Linked DNA regions of Mus musculus: region 2 is linked to region 1. A link is a contact called in public HiChIP or PLAC-seq data. All regions are on one chromosome and are shown on one strand. Each heading gives the region's core, a stretch centred on a gene start, on an enhancer-like site or on the middle of the called end of the contact. The rest is flanking DNA. Distances are from core to core; before and after follow the strand shown.

Region 1 (4,547 bases), core at 724-3,223:
AACCCAGAAAACTAGACATCCAATAAATGAAGTAAGCAGGATTTTTTTTTCAAGTTGACTATTGGAAAAATGGAGAAATCATAAGTTAAAAATAGAAATTAAATCTAGGAATTAGTGGAAAGATAATTATTTGTCATCAGAATCCACTGATTACAAATGTATAGCATATTGTGAGGAACATATTGTGTAAATTGTCTTTATTGTTTTTTTCTATGAATAAATATTATGTTTGGAATTTTTTGAGATTGTAATACAATTATAACATTTCTCCTTCCAAATCCTCACTCTCCTTTAAATTCATGACCTCTTTTTTCCTTAATTGTTGTTGCATGCAGGTATGTATGCATATATACATATACATATTCCTAAATATACATATACAGATATATAAATATACACATATACATACCCACATAAACATTTATACATATACACATATATGCATAAATATTCCTAAATATAACCTCTTCAGACTATATAATGTTCCTTTTACTTATGCTTTTAAGGTTGATCAGTTGGTGTTGGATAACCAATTAGTGTGTTCTTCCCTGAGAAAGATCATCTCTCCCACTCCTAGCTTTGCTCACTTATCAATAGTTCCTTGTTTAGGGCAGAGACCTCAGGGACTCCATCCACTTTGAAAGTCCATTGCTATCATCTTTGTCCATCCTTGTTCATTTCACATTGGACAGTCAGGTTGGTTAGATCTTTTGAGTGTAGCTTCTGATGTTGCTAGGAGATAGCACCTCACAGCCAATAAGGGAGTGATTCCAGTTCAGATGTGGGGAGCAAACTCAGAAAGCAAAGCAGGGGACATAGAGAACAGTTACACACAAAGGACGAATGTCCTGACACAGGAAGTGGCACAGTAGAAATAGTACGAGTGAAAAAAATGTCTCTTCAAAAAGACTGTTAAATAAAATTAATGATGGTGATCTGGCTGGAAGGAGACAATGCTGTTCTACAAGAGAAGAATGGAACCTCTTTCATTTAAGCACTGCCTGCCTATGTTTCTGAGTGCCATCTGATACACTACCAGTGTGAAATGGTTCCAAAGAGCAACCACCAAATCTATTCAGGACATTGATAGATTAATAGATTAATAGAAACTATCTAAGATATTACATAAAAGTTTTTCATATTCTGAGATGCAGAAATTATTAGGAGTAAAGATGGCCTGCATGCTTTTTTTTTTAATCTGACCACAAAGCAGTTAATGTGTGGTTAGCTCTGAGGTCTCACATCTGAGCTATTGTTGAGACAAGTTAATTTCTCCTGTTTCTAGAACATTCCTGTAAGTTCTTCTTCAGTCTCAAATACAGGGCAAAATGAAAGCCAAACAAAACAACAAACAAACAACAACAAAACCAAAAACCTAAAACAAAGAAAATCAGTTTCTCGTCTTGAAGAAGAAGCCAGCACTGAACTCTACAGGGTTCAGTGAATCTATGTGTATCAGACACAGCTGAACATAAATTATCTATTAACTTTTGATATAATCCTGATTTTTCCAACGGTGTGATAACTCACAGCAGTCCTCTACTACATTGCCAGAATCACACAGCCAATAAACATCAGAACAGGATATAACCCCAGCCCATCTATCTGAGCCACCCATGCATTTAAAGAGCCTGCCTCATCATGTCCTAACACAGGACAAGCATGCTGCCTCTTCTGTATGTCCTTTTTCCATGTCCCACCTTCACATTCAGTGCTGGCCCAGAACTTGTGGTATTACATTAAGATACGGCCAGGAAGGGTCATAGGTGAGAGAAGAGCAATCCCACACCTACCCGTTTCTACAGCTGCACTGTTTCTTCCTTCAGATGAAGTTCGTGCTGTTATATAAAAGGAATGTTACCCAAATGCCTCCAGCATGAGTTTCCTTTTAAAGGAGAAATAGAAGAATGAGGCGTTTGGTTTTCCTTTGTTTGCCTGTAGCACCTATGTTAAGAATTTGTCCTTAAACCATGACTCACTCATTCTTGGAGCGAAGTACAAGGAAGTGAACAGATATAATACTTCTGTGAGATGTGGGCTTGAGCTTGTGTGGGAAAGATTGAACTGGGACCGTTAAGGCAACGTTTCATTCAAAACCCACCAATCCACCCCACCCTGCCCCTTCCCCAACAGTTCCCAACATGACTGTTGTTCCAGAAGGCCCATTTTCGGTCTTGCATGACTATCAAATATTCAGACAAGTGATATCTAGTTCCTTTGTATGTGGTTGCTTGCTGGATTGTTAAGGTTTATAATTATTAACTGAATCATTGGCTAGTTGTTCAGTAGGCAGTTGGATTGGGAATAGTTATTTACAGAACAAAAGCAGATGGCAGGACAAGTAGTTTAGATAGAGTGCAGGGTATATAAGCTTGAAAAGTATTGAGTTTTTGCAGATGGCATGGCATTAAGCTTTCAACTTAACCCACTGCATTTTAATTCCCTCGCTCTATAAGTGCATATGCTACCGGTAGAAAAGATCCTGTTAGAATACCAAGATCCCAGTTCTCAGTATATCAAGAACCATTCTAGAAAGTGACCCATTTGGGCAACTCCTAGCCCCCGACCTCTTCATCGCCAGCAATGTGGCTGCCTAGAAACTTCTCAGTGTAATTCACTGGCAACAGGGAGTTCCATGAATACCAGTGAGTCATCCTGCTGGCTACTGTGATCCACAAGTGGGATGCCTAGGTGCTCAGGATGTTTGCTTTGGAAGGAACTCACCCAAAGAATTTCTTTCCTTTGCATGAGACAATGAAGAGTGGGAAGTCACTCTGGGTGTGATTGTTTATCTCTCTTCTTTTATATCCATTGTTTAATTCCTGTGAAAATGCAAGTCCTGAAGCAATGAAAATTTAAGAATTTAGGAGGACCCTATAGAGAACAAAAATTTCAGTTGCCTGTGCTTATCCACTCATGAGGTCCTAATGTTCATTAAAAAACAAAAAAACAAACAAAAAAAAAACAAAGAAAGAAAGAAAAGAGAAGAGAAGAGAAAAGAAGAGAAGAGAAGAAAAGAAAAAGGCATCCTGAACTTCCTGCAAATTCTTGGCTTACACTGGAAATCAGTGTTATCACCCAATAGTGCCTGGTTATCAAAATGATACAACCCATGAATACTTCAATACCCTCCTGATTTCTGAATCAAGACTCAACAATACCACTCCCACTTGCACCACCGTCACGACCACCATCAGTACTACCACCACAAAAACCTATCACCAAGTAACATGTAAGTACCAAGTAACACAATAGCCAAAGGGAAATAGTTCAGACACAATTCTTTTATGTAGCAAAATGATTGGTGTGTCTTACTCTGTGGCTCAAGACTATCAGGGAAGTAAACTAATACTGATGTAATTCTCCCTCATTTCATTCATCGCCACAGACTGGGCAATCTCCCATGGCCAGCTGAATTCAAGCTTAGGAAACCGAGAGGCCCAGGTAGACTGCACTTTTTCTTACTCATATCCATTTGACATGTAAAAAGCATTCCCTTAAGGACTCTTGAAAATGGGCCTTCAACATCTTCTTGCCTGGAACTGAGTAAGATGGCTTTTCCTCGTGGTTGAGGAAGGCTGCAGAATGAGAATCCAGAATCTGCAGCCTTTTCTATGGAACATCGAAAAGGGAAGAAAGGCACGGTTGTAAACTGCCAGCTAGTATGATATCAAACCTGCTTCTTACCAGAGACACGGAGTTGCCTTAAACAAACAAACAAAACAACAGCACCTGCTGAGAACTCCTTGGAGAATTTACCATTGTCTTCATAACACCCAGTTGCTGCTGTTGAACAGATTTTATGACAAATCAAACATATAGAACAAAGGTTATGAAAAGCAAAACCTTGATTTGTTTCTGAATACCTGTCTGCTCCTGGATATTAAGATGTAGAAGAACAGGGATAATGTCTGCCTTGTTCATTATGGCCCTTGGGCATCCAGCACAAGGTTGACATGATGTATGTCATTCACATTTATTAGATGTAGCAATAAATGACCAAACACGAGCTTTGAGGTTAAGTGAAGAGTTTAAGAACACTAGGTGCTACCAAGGAGAGGAGAGGGAGTCATTTATTTTTTGTATGTTTGTTTCGTTTTGTTTTGTTTGATGAGTATATGGAAACACATATGCATTGGTTGTGCACAGCATACGAACAACTATCTTCTATAGTACTCTTCAAGGCATGATTAAAAGTTTTCTCTTCTTTCCATTGCACTGAGTATTTATACTTCTACTTTACATTTGCGCTTCTCATATTCTGCTTTTACGGATTGCACTTGCAGTGTTAGAGAGCGGGAAAACACCACAGTACTTCAAGGTTACCTTTCTTGATCAAAGTTTCAGAGGGTGGGGAGAGCCATGCTGTATTACTTCTAAGTGAGCTCCTGTGCTTTCCTTAACTGTCTTCCTCCTGCTGGTCCTCTTCCTCCTTCCCTCCCCTTTCCTTCTCCTCCTCCTCCTTTTGATTCATTCATTGTAATCCTAAAAAGAATACAGGATATATCTTTGTCCCCCTTTCAAGGATGATAAAAGTATTCTGTATA
Region 2 (4,547 bases), core at 1,102-3,601, 240 kb before region 1:
GTTCTGGTGTTTGATGATTAAAGTTATTACTACAGAAAGGCTCCAGCCAGGAGCGCTAAAGGAACAGGAGCGAAGAGAAGCCCATCACGATTAAATATTCATCGAACAGTCACGCTGCTAGTGTTGGAAAATGACAGTGATGCCACATAAAATAAAATAGATGCCAAGGTTCCTGGAGCTATAAGGGAATGCAGTTTCCTTCTGCCACCTTCTCCACATCTTTCATCAGATGGGTATATTTCTCTATGCACTAAAATATTCTTGCTGTCTGAAGCAGCTTTTCCAAAGACCTACTCCTGACTTTTCAAATTACAGTCAAGTGACAGCTGAATATTCTTCATGTTCTAAGAAGCCACATTCACAGTATGGACAGATTGCTGAGCAATGAGGTCACCCTGAGGCTTCCTACGATTGGAGATCCTGGTTTAGCCAGACCCTGCAGTGACACATTCACACTGCTGCTGCTCAATGCCCTCCTTCACGAGGTCATCGATGGTCACCCACTTGAGATAGTGCTCTTCAACCCTTTCCCAAGTTCTGAGCATTTGACTTTTTTTTTTCCGGTTGATAATTTTATAATTCATACACATGTATGCTGTATGCTTCCCCTCCAACTCCTCCTGGGCCCCTCCTCAAATTTTGGAGTGCTATAATTCTGATATGCAATATGTATGTATATAACATATGTATATATAAAAATCTATCAAATTCCACTGGTGTTACTCTTAGATACATTTCCCGGGTCTATTCCTTAGCATCGGGAAACCTACGAAGGGACTTGTTTCTGGAGAAAACAAAGACTTCCTTCCTCAGCTCCGTATCTATAGGTGGGGCTGTGTGAAGTTCTCTTCCATTCCTTGTTGACATGTTGACAGATGTCATATTTTGCAGACTTCAAGCAAGTGTTCACTCTTGGAAGCAAGCTTGCACAGCTCTTTCTCATACTGGAAGAACCAGTCCTTGGTAAGAAAGCTTCCAGGTCTGTTCCAGAGAGATTCTTCAGGTACTATGACCAAATTATGTGGTGTCTCAGCAATAGGGTCTTACATTCAAGATCGGCAAGGCAACTAAGGGCAATGGAAAAAGCTTATATTGTTTTGGAGGTGTATTGGAGGCATGCAAGCGTAGAATTGGAGGTCTTGTTAGATGTCCCATGGCTGCTTGGAAAAACATCACTCTGTGTAGAATAAGTTCATCTAAACTATCTATATCGATATATCTATATCTTCATGCTTACATGGTATATGCTTATAAAATAATATGTCTTAATATGGCCCTTTCCAAAACCCCCAGTGTTATTTATCTTTTCCCCCTCTCCTTTTGCAATACCCATCATACCTTTTCCCTGGCTAGGGTCCTTCATTTTTCCCTTTTCCTTTCACACCACCTGTGTCCTACTGTCCCCTTTATGTCCCATCTTAGTCTCCACAATCTGATTATATTAACTTACATGGTAAAAAGACATTGAGTATACAGATCATTCCTGAATCTTGAAACAAGGTTATCTTGGTTTACTTAATTTGGCCCCAAAGGTTTCATGTAAGAAGGAGTCAAGAGTCTTAGTGCCAAAGAAGATGAATTAATGGCAGAAATACCAGGACAAGAGGGGTCAGACGATGGCCTCACTTCTCATTTTGGAGACAGGAAAAGACCACAATAAAGGTTGCAGGTGACCTCCAAAATCTGACTGGGGAGAACACACAGTATCCCCAAATCCCCAAGAAGGAATGAAACCATCCCGGCCATTTCCTTTTTAGCCCAGTAGAGGCAAGTGGGGCTCCTGTCTCCTGAATCACAGAGAGTAAGTTTGTGTGACTTTGTGACATTGAATTTTTGGTAACAGTCACAGCAGCAATAGGAAATGAACACAATGGAGATTGGAGGTCATAGGAAAATAGACTGGAATCCTCTTTCTCTGATTAGCTGTGGGACTAGAGACCAGTTGGTTAATCTCTGCAGTGCTTGTTGCTTTAAACCTTTACAATGAACTATAGAGAAATATGTTGTAGTTCAGATGAAGCTGGGTTGCTGACACCCCACATGTCACTGCTAGAAGTGCACCCACATACATGACTACTTCTCCCGGAAGTGCTAATGGGGCTCTTATTCGAAATACAAGTAAGCCTTTTTCAAACACATGTTGCAATCTCTCTGGTTTCTGTCACTTTCCTTCAGTTTCTGTGTGTAACAAAGTGTTAAAATGTGACCATCTCTCTTTGAGTTTAGCTAGAATCAAGAATAAGGCAAGAACCCTTTCATTGCAAGAGGAGTTCTGAGCCATTCTTACAGGACTGGAGTAGACAAAGCTGAAACAGAACCTTCAGCATCACTGTCGTTAGGGAAGGGAAGTGATGTAGAACTAGCGCTCAGTCCCCTGTGCCATCTTACAGTCTGGGCACTTGTTTACACACTCCTTTCTCATGTAAGTAGTTTCTACTCCTCTTCCCTCAATCTTTTCCTCACTCTTAAACTCTCTTCCTTGTCTCTTCCCCTTCCTTCCCTTCTTATTAATTGCTTTTATTCTTCTATTTTCCTTGATATTTCTTTCTGTTTTTTTCTCTCAAGAATTTTCTTCTTCTGGCCATGTTGAGAGTTCCCACTAAGGTTGTTTTAATTTCTTCCTGAATATTTAAAATGATTTATCATTTAAGCCTTTACTGAAGAATTTTATTGACCACACTTTGTGATTTGAAATGGTTGAGTTGACAAAAACATATAAGGGGATGGATTATGGAAAGTTGAATCAATTTTGTTCCTACCCCATGGTTGATTAGAGGACTCAAAATCATTCTGAGCATGTGTTCTATTCTCTTGGGGTTTACTGGACAGTTTTCTGGTGGAAAGTAATCAAAGAAGTCTACATAGCCACTACTCTTCCTCACTGGGTTGTACAACACTGAGGAAGGACCACACTGGGAAGGAAGGAACTCTCATTATGGGGGTTGGAAAGGATTCTTGCATCTTTCTCATAAGCAGGAAATAACCAAGGATAGAGGGTCATCCTAGAATAGAAAGAGAACCTTGAGATCATGTTGATAAGGTGGACTACCTTCTCTAAAGACTAAGGGTTGAAGTTAGGATGGATATTAGGTAAAAGATCTGTCCCACATGGAGGTATTTGATAGTCACTGATGAAGAGTCTGAGAGAAACCTGAGAGTGTCTTTTAGGAAAAAGGAACCAACCTTCCTACATGCAGGTCTGAGGAATACTGGAGGACAGTGCCCGTGCCAACTCAACACATAAATGGTTATGTGAGATTTTTCTTCCTATAGGTTGAACCTTGGAGAGCTCAGAAGTCAGTGTTGCCATTTGGGGAGGAGAGAACAAAACACTAAGTGTTTTCCCGGCTTTGGGCTCTCTGGCTACCCAATCTATACAGAAGTTCCAATGCCAACTGAAGCTCAGAGTCAAATCATTTTCCCCTGATTTATACACAATCAAATTGAGGCAACAGAAGTGCTGTCTGTCTTGATGGCTAGAAATAGAGATTTTCATTCCCAGCCGTGTCTAAGAAAACCGTGGAAACTATCTGAGAATTCATGCCAGGTCCAGAAGAGTGACAGTCCAGAGCGCTTTTGGGAAATGGTGGTTAGGAAGAAAAGGCGTGTCTGTGGTCTGCCAGTGGGCTAAAGTGTGAACTGTTTTTCCAGCACTCAGCAGATGCCTACACCCCCCCTGTCTCTCATTTCATCCTTTCCAGACCAACTCCTGAATCCCAGTCTGTGTTGGCTTCCCCCTTATCAACCTTATTTTTCATCTTCTATTCTTTTTCTCCCTTTGTAATAATATAAACTCCAGAAAGACATGTGTTCCTCTTTCCTCCACAATTCTGTCTTCAGCCTCTAGAACAACAGCTTTACAAAGTCAGTTTTTGATTCACATTCATCTAATAAAACCCACAGGTAAACACACCTGGCTGGCTTCATGTTCGTCAACTCAGAAGAACCCATCATTTTCTTAATATAAAACCTGGATCCAAGATTCTTTTTCTCAGGTACTAAGAGAGAGGAGAAAGTATAATAAAAAATTGGGTGAAGGCAGAGGTTGGGAGAAGGTGAGTGTGTGGAGAAGGTAGATGTGGGGAGAGGGCAGAGGTAGGGAGAATGCAGAGACAGGATAAAATCTTGGGCAGGAAGAAAATAAGAGAAAAAAAAGTAGAAGATGGGAAGGTACAGAGGTATGGCTCTCCTTACCAAAGGGTTGTTGTTAATACAATGAAATGGAATAATGTATGTGGAGAACTGAGGATATCTCATAAAATATACTAGAGCCATTTCTCAGTATCTGGGGGATTTGCTCCAGAACATATCTCCTCCCTTCAGATGCTCAAGTCTGTGAATACTTCTGTCCATGTATAAGAGTGTTTATATGTGACCATGGATGGTCTCCCATATACTCACAGCCTTCTCTGTGGGATATCAACACTGAGCATTGTGTAAGTGGCAGTAAATAGTAGTTATACTACACTGCTAGGAAAAATGATGGGAACCAAACTTATGTGTTCAGTATTGACAGGTCATATTGTTCTAACTCCAACTTAGACTCA

Evidence for each region. HiChIP or PLAC-seq counts read pairs in DNA pulled down with a chosen protein or histone mark.
Region 2: a contact with region 1 is called in a FOXA1 HiChIP or PLAC-seq map of pancreatic cancer cells. The contact joins the promoter of D030024E09Rik here to the enhancer-like site in region 1. A contact is called at or near these places in 3 of 115 datasets of contacts at active chromatin or transcription factors (CD8 T cells, extraembryonic endoderm stem cells and pancreatic cancer cells) and 1 of 9 other capture datasets (embryonic stem cells).

What each region holds. Positions count from the first base shown.
Region 1 is chr15:61,530,362-61,534,908 of GRCm38.p6, reverse strand. No RefSeq gene overlaps it. Among named protein-coding and RNA genes, the nearest start is that of Gm24696, 170 kb to the right of the region's middle. Within about 2 kb of position 1,973, at least 64 of the 459 cell types and tissues checked have an H3K27ac peak or open chromatin away from gene starts, as enhancers often do. A contact at or near this core is called in extraembryonic endoderm stem cells and pancreatic cancer cells, where this site is marked.
Region 2 is chr15:61,772,255-61,776,801 of GRCm38.p6, reverse strand. It overlaps D030024E09Rik (RIKEN cDNA D030024E09 gene), which reads left to right and starts at 2,351. Exons shown (of 5, transcript NR_040350.1): 1 at 2,351-2,422; 2 at 3,904-3,995.